Linked DNA regions of Mus musculus: regions 2 and 3 are each linked to region 1. A link is a contact called in public ChIA-PET data. All regions are on one chromosome and are shown on one strand. Each heading gives the region's core, a stretch centred on a gene start, on an enhancer-like site or on the middle of the called end of the contact. The rest is flanking DNA. Distances are from core to core; before and after follow the strand shown.

Evidence for each region. ChIA-PET counts read pairs in DNA pulled down with a chosen protein or histone mark.
Region 2: an RNA polymerase II ChIA-PET map of memory CD8 T cells shows a contact between it and region 1, with 6 read pairs. The contact joins two enhancer-like sites. A contact is called at or near these places in 2 of 115 datasets of contacts at active chromatin or transcription factors (embryonic stem cells and memory CD8 T cells).
Region 3: an RNA polymerase II ChIA-PET map of memory CD8 T cells shows a contact between it and region 1, with 7 read pairs. The contact joins two enhancer-like sites. A contact is called at or near these places in 4 of 115 datasets of contacts at active chromatin or transcription factors (embryonic stem cells, memory CD8 T cells and regulatory T cell precursor).

Annotation. Positions count from the first base shown.
Region 1 is chr8:14,011,298-14,014,945 of GRCm38.p6, reverse strand. No RefSeq gene overlaps it. Among named protein-coding and RNA genes, the nearest start is that of Gm39134, 12 kb to the left of the region's middle. Within about 2 kb of position 2,190, at least 64 of the 459 cell types and tissues checked have an H3K27ac peak or open chromatin away from gene starts, as enhancers often do. A contact at or near this core is called in embryonic stem cells and memory CD8 T cells, where this site is marked.
Region 2 is chr8:13,212,454-13,216,089 of GRCm38.p6, reverse strand. No RefSeq gene overlaps it. Among named protein-coding and RNA genes, the nearest start is that of 2810030D12Rik, 13 kb to the right of the region's middle. Within about 2 kb of position 2,324, at least 137 of the 459 cell types and tissues checked have an H3K27ac peak or open chromatin away from gene starts, as enhancers often do. A contact at or near this core is called in embryonic stem cells and memory CD8 T cells, where this site is marked.
Region 3 is chr8:14,963,375-14,966,698 of GRCm38.p6, reverse strand. Arhgef10 (Rho guanine nucleotide exchange factor (GEF) 10) reads right to left here. Exons shown (of 29, transcript NM_172751.3): 18 at 2,437-2,612. Among named protein-coding and RNA genes, the nearest start is that of Gm16350, 3.8 kb to the right of the region's middle. Within about 2 kb of position 1,303, at least 32 of the 459 cell types and tissues checked have an H3K27ac peak or open chromatin away from gene starts, as enhancers often do. A contact at or near this core is called in memory CD8 T cells, where this site is marked.

The sequences.
Region 1 (3,648 bases), core at 941-3,440:
TTTCAAGGTGGGGCCCCACCCAGCTAGTTTATGTGCTAAACAAAGGCAGACAGATCTCTAAATTCTTTTGCAAAGTTAAAGGGAAGAAAATGTAAGGTTAGTATCTCTTAAGAATCAAAGGGCTGGGTCGAGGACTGTAGCCTCATAAAATAATCCTAAGAAACCTGGAGTAAATGACTGGATTGATGTGTAAAATAAATAGAAGACTAGACCTGTGTTCTGCAGGAGATGAGCATAAGGTTTTTTAGCATAAAAAGAGAACTGCTAGGAGAACTCTCGGTCTGTTTCTGTCTCTCTCTCACACATACACACATGCACATATACCCCAGAAGCAGGACATGGACAGAGAGATCTCTTAGAATAGCAAGCAGAACACAGCTTGGACCCACTATATGACTTCCAGTCATTCTTTTTGCCGCTCCCAGCCACCCCTTGGAGCCCCTCTCCATGCCTCATTTAGGGATCTGAAAGGAAAAAGTTGTGTCTGAAAACTTTGTTCACATGACATTCTTGTTCTGGGTAGAGTGGCTCTGACTTCCCTCCCTCCTAACCTTCAAACACTTAGAACGAGCTCCTCCCAGCGATGGTGGAAGGAAGAAGAATCTTCTCTGAGGTAAGAACAGAAGAGCTGTTACAAGAGATGCTACTGAGCAGAGACAACTCGGTCTGTTGGGCTTCTTGATGGCTTCACAGAGATGAAGTATTGGGGAAAACACGGAGAAAGTAGACAGATGTCGATAGGTGGAGAAGAGGCAGATTCCAGAAGGTCTAAGGAGGGCACTGCCCCTGTGCACAGGAGTGACATGAGCTCAGCCGAGATTCCTTGTGCAGCAAAGCACTATGATTGGCTATAATTGGAGTAATCTTTGGAAGAAGGTTTTGTCCATGGGGAATGATTGGAGAATCCTACGGGCACCAGCTATTAACCTTCACCACGCTAATGACGGCCTTCCAGAGTTACAACTGTGATTCTTTCCCCTTTTGGCTTCCTAAGTCGTGCTGTTAAGGGACTCTTGGGAATTCCCTTCATTTTTATTCTTGTTTGAAAATGATGCCCTGACAGTGCAGCTTATACTTAGCCACAAAGGGGCACTCATCCAGGCGGTGAGCTTCATTTCAGGATGTGAGTCATATTCACTGAGGCCACAAACCAAGGCAGGCCCAAAGCAAACTGAGGCCTTGCTCTCCCTTCGCAATCTGATTGAAGAAAATTTGAAAAATAAGCATAGTTGGGTCGGGCGTGGTGGCGCACGCCTTTAATCCCACACTTGGGAGGCAGAGGCAGTCGGATTTCTGAGTTCGAGGCCAGCCTGGTCTACAACGTGAGTTCCAGGACAGCCAGGGCTACACAGAGAAACCCTGTCTCAAAAAAAAAAAAAGAAAGAAAGAAAGAAAGAAAAAGAAAAAGAAAGAAAGAAAAATAAGCATAGTTGGTTAGATTGCCCATCATTTTACAGTCATGGAACTGTACGCTAGAATGGAGTAAACCCTTTCCCTAGCTCCCCATTGCCGGGCGAAGTGAGGAGGTATATGTCTTTGAAATGGAGTCTGCTTCCAGTCTAGGGATCTGTGGGGTTTTTTTCTCTGAAGGCAGAGTCCAGTCAAACCCCAAGCCAGGCTGAGGCAGTGAACTGGAGTGATTTGCTAAGTTTCAAATGTTCCACCGCTCATTCTCCCTAGAGGAACTTTTAAAGTTTTTGTTGAAGCAAAACTGAGTTTTAAGAAAATGTGAATTATCTCAAGCTTTTATTGGATTAGGTCAGAATGATCAGGACAACTCTGTCCCGCACTCCAGCCACTGTCACGTATTAAGTGGGAAAAAATCCAGTTCTGTCTCTATGTACTGAGCCTCTCCAGTGTGAACAGTGTCTGTCTGTCTGTCTGTGTTGCATCAGCGTATCTTAGGACTTGAGTGGCTGATCATATGTATGTCTGGGTCCTAAGGGTAGGAAGGCTAAGTCCGGTATCAAGCAATACGGCATCATGCCATTTGTGACTAGCGCCTTACCCTATCCTAACTATGCACAAAGCAAAAGAGGAGGATGCAAGAACTCTGGACCAAAGTGCGGCTTTGAAGAGCCAAGAACAGGGGAGGGAGGTGAACTCAGGGCCCCTGTATAAGCAGCACACGGGGGTGTGGACACCTCTTAACCACAGGCCTCTGTATGAGAAGATAGCGGGTCCCTGTCTGAGCAGGATCTTGCTGACGTCACTTCCTGGCTTTGGCGTGTCTGGTCCCCACCTACACCCCAAGGTATGCCCCGCTCTGAAGGAAGTGAGCTAGGTCCAGAGCACGATGTCCTGACTGGAGAAGGAGCCTCTGGAAGCACGTTAGCTTCCCCAATGCCTATGTGAGTGCCAGGCTAGAGCAGAGACCTGAGCTGCGCATGGGATCGGTGCTGAGGCTGAAGGGGCCACAGCCAGCCAGTTAGAGCTTGCCAGCCAGTACCACAGAAAATAATCAAAAAGAGAAAGCTTTTTGAAACTCAGGGGCTTGTTTTGAGGTTTACTTTGCTCTTTGTTCGTTTCTTTGTTGAGACAGAGTCTTACTATGTAGTTCTGGCTGGCGCAGAACTTTCTTTGCACACCAGGCTGCTCCTGATCCCAGAGCTCCGCCTGCCTCTGCATCTACGGTGATGGGGTTTAAGAAAGGTGAATGCAAACACGCCCAGAAATTTTTGGTTGTTTTGTTGCTGGTTTTGTTTTGTTGAGACGTGGTGTGCGTGTGTGTGTGTGTGTGTGTGTGTGTGTAACCCTGGTTGTCTTACTACTTATTTTGCAAACCAGGCTGGCCACAAACTCATCGAGATCCACCTGCCTCTGCTTCCTTCTTACCCCCTTCACCTCCACCTCAAGTGCTGGGATTAAAGGCATGCACCACCACCGCCCAGCCAAGTTTTGGTTCTTGCAGCTCAGATATTCATCTGCAGTGGCCTCCACTCTCCTTAAGCAGGAGATAACTGTTGCCAGGGTCATATCTAGCCAGTGCAACAACTACCCACTATCTGTGTGCCAACAGCTCACTGTGAGAGAACAGCCTAAGAAAATGTAGCAAGACATCAGCTCATTGTATCAAATGGTTGCTTTGTCCACCAGCTTCTCTCCAGGTCCAACCCCTCCAGCCTATTGGTTGGAATTCCAAAGCCTGTCAGGAATGCAGATTCTCAGCCTGTTGCTGAATTACTGCCTTCAGCAATAAGATGCACCCTGGGTGTTACAGAATGCCCGAATGTCAACAGCCACCTAGTCTGTGTGGTGAGGGACTCCCCGACTCCTCACGTCCCTGGACTAAATTTGAATCCTGGATACTGCCACATATTTAACAATGGCAGAAAGTGCCACTCACTCCCCAAGTTCTCTTTGACTTCCTGGAATACAACATAACCAGATACTCCAGTTCCCTTGCAGTCCATCGTGGCCACATGATCCAGTCATAACAAGGGGTGAAAGAACAGTGCCCATCAAGACTCATATGCTCTGCCCTTCGGTTTAACTTAACTGTAGTGAGGGCAGCCACAGACGCTCCAAGGTGAATGACTGTAGAACAGGATCCCTTCCTCCAACCGCTCTGTAGTGTCAGGACATCCTCTGAAATTGCAGCTAAGATGTTTGACAGCCCAGGCAGCCCTAAGGACCTAAGAAATTACT
Region 2 (3,636 bases), core at 1,075-3,574, 800 kb after region 1:
AGGACCTTTGCTCGGCCTAAAGATTCATTTATTATTATGTGTGAGTTCACTGTAGCTGTCTTCAGACACACTTCAGGGTGTCACATTTGAGGGTGTCAGATCTCATTACAGATGCTTGTGAGTCACCATGTGGTTGCTGGTATTTGAACTCAGGACCTTTGGAAGAACTGGTGCTCTTAACGGCTGAGCCATCTCTCCAGTCCCTCATCAACAGGTTTTTTTTTATATTTCTTTATTATATGTAACTACACTGTAGCTGTCTTCAGATCTGATTATGGTGGTTGTGAGCCACCATGTGGTTGCTGGGAATTGAATTCAGGACCTCTGGAAGAACAGTCAGTGCTCTTAACCGCTGAGCCATCTCACCAGCCCTCACCAACAGTTTTATCAGCAACATTTAACATCATCTAACAACCCTTTTGTTGAGGTTAACTCTTAGCCAGAGATGGACAGGTTCTTCTAGTATGTGTCAAGGCCACACTTGGGTGACTTGCTACTTCAGTGGTGATACAATGTGGCCGGACATCTAAGTAGCCCAGGACACTCAAGGAGGCAGGGCAGAAAAGAAGTGAAGGGAATACCAGTTGTCACAGCCCACTGAAAGTCTCCTTCCCTCCTCCCCTCCCTCCTCCTTCTCCCTCCCTCCTCCCCTCCCTCCTCCCCCTCCCTCCCTCTAAAGCAGTCAGCTGTCAGTCTCTTCCTATGATAAAGTACAAAGGGGAGGACCCTTCACTCTGAAATGAGAAGGGACTCTGTCCCAGGGATGGGAGCCCTCCCCTGTGTGTACAAGCCCTTCTCTTAGTGAAGAGAGTAACAGGACCTAAGGAGCTGAGGACCTACCCGTGGCCAGAGCTTGGGGTGATCTGGCGACTTCTAGTCCAGAGAGGAAAGCCCTCACTGAGCCTTGACCCAACCTTTCTATAGATATATTTTAATTGTGAAAACTCTTTTTTTCACCTTTTTATTCTTTTATTTTATTAACATTGGTGTTCTACCTGCATGGATGTCTCTGTGAGGATGTCAGCCCTCCCACCCCCGTAACTGGAATTACACACAGTTGAGACTACCATGTGGATGCTTGGAATTGAACCCCTGGGTCCTTTGGAAGAGTAGCCAGTGCTCTTAACCACTGAGCCATCTCTTCAGCCTTAAGTTTGAAAGTTCTTAATGGAAGTCTTTGTACTTTTCTAAACATTATGAGAAAGCACTGATCACACCAAGGACTGCTCGCTTGTGTGTTAGTCTGCTGAGTGGTGGCTGTGGCTATGGTTTAGCTGACTCTATGATGACAATAAGAGCTTTTATTTTTTATTTATTTTTTACTATTTATTTATTTATTTATTTATTTAGTTAGTTAGTTAGTTAGTTATTGGTTGAGACAGAATTTCTCTATGTAGCCCTGGCTGTCCTGAAACTCACTCTGTGGACCAGGCTGGCCTTGAACTCACAGATATCCTCCTGCCTCCACCTCCGCCTCTGCCTCCTGAGTGCTAGGATTAAAAGCATGCACATGCTCCACCACTGCCAGGCATGGAACTTGCTCCATGCATCCAAAAGCGCATCATCACTAATTAACTCAGAGTAGTAGCCTGCTAGAAAATCCGTGTGCAGACTCCTGCTAAGAAAGCGTTGAGATAGCCGGGCGTGGTGGCGTTGAGACACTTCCCATACAAGCGCAGAGGGCTACAGGCAGCAACCTGCCTTTGTGCAGAGGGGTTTTGGCTCCATTTTGCTGAGGGCTACTTCAATGGTTCAGTCCCAGTGACACTAAGGGAGTGGGAAATCCCCTTGCCTCTGCCTTTCCCCTGTGACTTTTCCCCATGTCCTCGGGTTCTCTACATCTAGATTCTGTTCTCTGAGCTGGGTGCTGGACATTGTGAGAGACTGGGAGGCCCTGAAGTCATGTGGTGGATCAGTGTGCCTGTCCAGTTTTCTGTACCCAGGTCCCCGTGACTCTTGATTCTCAGGCGCCACCAGGGGGCACTGCTAACCTCCAGATGGCAGCATTGGCAGGGCTACAGGGCACAGCTGCAATTGTGCAAACCCAGCAAGTACAACCAGCTGCTGCCACTCTCCGTGGCCCTGCGACTTTACCAGACTAAAACTGAGGTGAATGGAGCATGGGGGAGGGGCAGGCATGGCACACAAATTCACAGGTCATTGCCTGGGTTTCTAGGGAGATGGGGTAAGACCTAGAACTCTAAATGGGACACTGCATTTAGCACTAAAACATTGCTGAGCACAATGCCTACTGGTATGGTTGTGGCAGGGGTTGGGCCTTCCATGCCCTGGCCTGATGTTGTCTTCTAGGAGGAACATACTTCCGGCCCCTGGCCCAGCCCCCAAAATGGCCCCTTCAGCAGAGGGGAGTATTGTGGTTTTGTTCTGCCTTGAGAGGATGGAAAAGCACTCTCGTTTAGCCACTTCCTGCCCTCTGTCAGGGCTCCTCAGTGCCTCTGAGAGTTCAACAGAAGGCCGCAGGATGAGGTGAAACCACCACAGATGAAGCAGATGGCAGAAAATAGTCATCTGTGGGCTTTCTGTGGTCAGCAACCACTGAGCACCCCAGTGAGCAGGTACCACGCGGCAGCTAGAGCAATGAGGAGAACAGATACGCTTGCTAGGTCATGGTGACCCCTCCTGAAGGCCTGAAGGGTCAGGGGACTCCTGATCGTGTGCTGGGACATAACAACAAGCATTGGGTCCACCATGTGACTACACAAACATCTCTGCCACCAGAGGTTCTGACTGGGAGAAAAATGGGAAACAAGATCAGTGACCATCTTTGCTCTTCAACTCCTCTGGAGCAGCGGAGTGCAGACTCAGATTGACCTGCGTGGAGGTTCATTACGTGGAAAAACTCCCGAGGGTTTCTGGTGGCAAAGGCTTGTCATCCTGATGCATCTCCTTACCAACACGGGGCAGGACCTCAAGCTTTCACTCTTTAGGTGACAAGGTAGGTCTCCTGGACGCTAGCCAGCAAGGCGTGAAGCCTGGACATACTCCCCCCCGCCCCGCCCCCCGCCCCGCCCCCCGCCCCCGCCCCCCGCCCCCCGCCCCCGCCCCCGCCCCCCGCCCGCAACAAAACAAAAAAGAGAAGAGGCAGAGTTTGCCTTATGGGACAAACATTCCTATGTGTAAGGAAGACATGGGTCCATTCACAGCAAGAAGCTACAAGAAATGCACAACACACACACACACACACACACACACACACACGCACGCACGCACGCACGCACGCATGCACTTCCACAAAGCACCAATAATCAAAGAACTGAGGAGATACGAGATTAAAGGGACAGAAGAGTAAAGCAAACATGGACCTGCTGAGGTGCAGACCCGATGTCCATGGTACTCCAACAGCCTCAGTAATGCCCAGCACAGCCTCAATGATAGCAGAAACAACAGCACCCGCAGCACCCGGTGGATAGGACGCTGATGCTCACCTCTGCCCTTGAAAAGCCTCTGTGTGACGACCATCCACGAGGAAGAGTTTAGGGTCATGCAGCCATCTGGGCATTGAAAGATACACTGTTCTGAGGCTCACACAGCAGAGCCACTGAAAACTGGAAACATCAAGTGGGTGAGTTTTATTGTATATAGGTCATATTTCTATGTTGCTAGGAGAATGTGAGG
Region 3 (3,324 bases), core at 54-2,553, 950 kb before region 1:
TCCCATCTGTAAGGCATGCTGTAAAGCGGGGGGATGAGGAAAGGCTAATCAAGGGAGACATTAACAGATGAAGTCACATGCCCACCAAGTCACCACCTCAAAGGGCATGGCACTCCACCAATATCAGCAGCAGGACAATGATACGCGTCATGCCAAGGCATGGGCGCACCCACAGTGAGAAGCAGAGCAAACTTCTAGAAGGCGGAACAACTGCCTCGCTGCTGAAGAGTGTGAAAAGCTGCTGTCAGAAGCTGCCATTCCCTGAGGTAATCTCTGAGCTTCCTTAAAGACAGGAGATCAGCATCGGCCTGCAAAGTGTGGTCTGCAGGTCTCCAGGACTCCCCACATTGTAGTGGGCTGGTGCAGACCTTGTCATCACTGAGGTGGGGCCACCTGCCGTGCAGCTTTCCGCCTTGGCTGGCTTCTTTTGAGGTGTCAACTGCCCTGCTCTTCTCTGAGATCCTGCTGCCTGCTGAGACACCTTTGAGACATCCATGTTGCGCTGGGTCTTCCGGGCTGGCAGCTACAGTCACCAAGGATGGACTGGCCGGGGAGGGGGAGGGGCGGGTGGGGGGGGGGGCTTCTCCCTTTTAAGCACAGTCTCTTAGTAAACTCACGGGCCTTGATCAGAGAAAATTTGTCTTGGCTTCATTATTTCTCTCGCCGTCTAGTCTCTCTTTCACCCTAAGCCTGCCTTCCAGGAGTACCCAGTTCATGTAGGTCGCGGGCGGCTTGCAACTACAGATTGGCGCCTGAACAGGTTCTTCTTAACAGGACATACAGCAATGCTTCTGAGCTCAGCGTGAGGACAGCACCCCTCTCCTGGGGAGTAGCTCCTCTGAGCTGCTCCACACTCAGCCTCTAACCCCACACCTCACCCTCAGACAGTGGGCAAGCCCGGCTCTGTTCTGCTCTGCTTCGCTGGCTGGCTCCTCTTTCCCCCACTTTCCTGTGGTTAGCACCTGCTGTGGCCTTCACAGTGCTATGGGAGAGGTGGTGGTTGTCCGGGATGACTCAGCTTTGCACAGAAATTGGGATGCAAAGGTCACAGCAGCACACAGGCCTCCAAGAGAACGAATCCTTTTCCGGTTTTTCCTTCCACGGGAGTTGGTCAAGCCATCCTGCTTTGTATTTTTTCTTAAGGTTTCTTACTGATCCTAACCCCATTCTCCATTTGCCTAGTACAAGTCACCAACAGAAAGATGCTTTTAAAAAAAATGTAAGTCTGTGCGTCTACTCTGGATCAGAGTCATCAGTGGCTGTCTGGATACTGAGGATCAACCCTGGCTACAAACACACTTTAGGACTGACTGCAGTATAAACAGTCATCACTGTTCACAGAGGCCCAACACAACCTGCAATAGACACTCCTGAGTAATTTAATGGGTGTTCTAACGGCGCATAGAAAGATATTCAGTTTCCCCTTGGATACAATTGCAATGAATTGTGACAATTTGGAAAGACATTCCCTTCCTGTGTGTCCCCTCCCTCCATTCTTCCCTCCCTCCTCTTGCTGCTCATCTCCCTGCGATCCACTGGGATGCTCTAGGCTGCCCCGTGGTATTTCAGTTCTAGCTCAGAGTCTAGATAAAGGTGCATCTTGCTTTAAGTGGGGGCAAATTCAAGAGTCTAATAGCTGATACTGTGTTCAAAGAGCTAGCCTACTAGGCGGTGACCAATACTGTGTTCAAAGAGCTAGCCTACTAGGCGGTGACCAATACTGTGTTCAAAGAGCTAGCCTACTAGGCGGTGACCAATACTGTGTTCAGAGAGCCGACCTACTAGGCAATGACTGAGCTGAATGGCCTAACATTCTAGGAATTAGAGGAGCAGAAAGGATTTTTCCTAAATGCTCATGTCCAACCAAAAGGCTGAGCGAGTTTAAGTGTAGGCTTTCGTGCTTCTGAGTGTGTCAGAAACAAATTAACCTGAAGGTTAACGCTTGTTAAGGTTTATGGAGCGTTCCCGTTCATGGGTTTAATCGGAAGCAGAGGTCACCGATGGACTAGCTAGTCTTTCTTCCCGTTTAAACAGGCAGAGGGGAAATGGCAATGGCTCCTGCTCTCAGATCAAAATCTCTAGGCCAAATGGTGACCAGTGATAGCAATTCCAACCACTGTGCAGTGCTGAGTCACCCACAGCACTGCTGTCCCTCCACTGTGCAGTGCTGAGTCACCCACAGCACTGCCATCTCTCCCACCTCACTGTGAAGGCCACACACATGAGCTCATTGTGGAGAACCAAGGAAAAGCGGAGACAGGCAGCAGAGAGCAGAGCCTGCCTGTGGTCTTCCCATACCACCTTCGACCAATGAGGCGCAGACACCGGGCTCTGCCATGTCAAGACAGACAGACTGACAGACTGAGCTGTCCCAACAGACGCGCCATCCCAGTTCCAGTGGGGAACTGGGGCCAGGCTTGCAGGGCTGTCACTTACGTGGCTTCGCGTTGGCCACCACGGCCAGGCTCTCAGGTGAGTGTGCAGCGTGGTGCCGACAGTGCTCCCCGGCGCCAGAGCCTCCATTGTACTGAATCACATCCACGTGACCTAGAGGGACACTCCACTTGAGCAGGTACCTCTGGCTCATCACGGCATGGCTTTCATGTGAGTTCCTAGAGCAAACAGAAGCCTGTCACTTTATGGATTACCACAGGACCAAGCTCCCATGCCGCCTCCGGTCCCTCACGCAGCCTGGAGCAGCCGTCTAGTTGTCATGGCACTCGGAATCCTCATGCAAACAGCAGTCACTGGCTCCAGCTAAGACCTCCAGCAGGAAGGGCAGGGGAAATCCTCTACAATTCCACCAAGACCTGTGAACTCATGGCCACAGGGTCCGAGGATTCTGGATAAACTATCCCAAGTGTGCAGAGACGTTCTCTGATCTGACTCCAGCTTCCCCCTTATTCCTATGCAGTTACTTTATAACCACATCAATAAACTCAAGTCACAGCTCACACTCCACGACTAAAGCACTGGCCGAGTACACAGAGGTGAAACAAAAACCTAAGGCTTCTCTTCTTTTACCATAACGTGGAACATGGACACAGAGAAACGCACACACCTGTGATCAGAGGAGCTGCTCAGCCTGCAACTCATGTAATTATGCGCACACACAGCGACAGCCTTGCACACAGCCTCTGCCTGGCCACCCTGACCCTCGTGGTCACCGTCCTTCATTTGCTGACCACAAGTCAGAGGCTTGGTGAGTGGAGTGACTCTGGCTCTCAAGAGTCACCCCACATATCCTCTGCCCAAATCCTGTGGTAGTGGGAGAAAGGTGACCCCCTACTCACAAGAGCCATGGTGGCAATAAAGTGTCAGGTG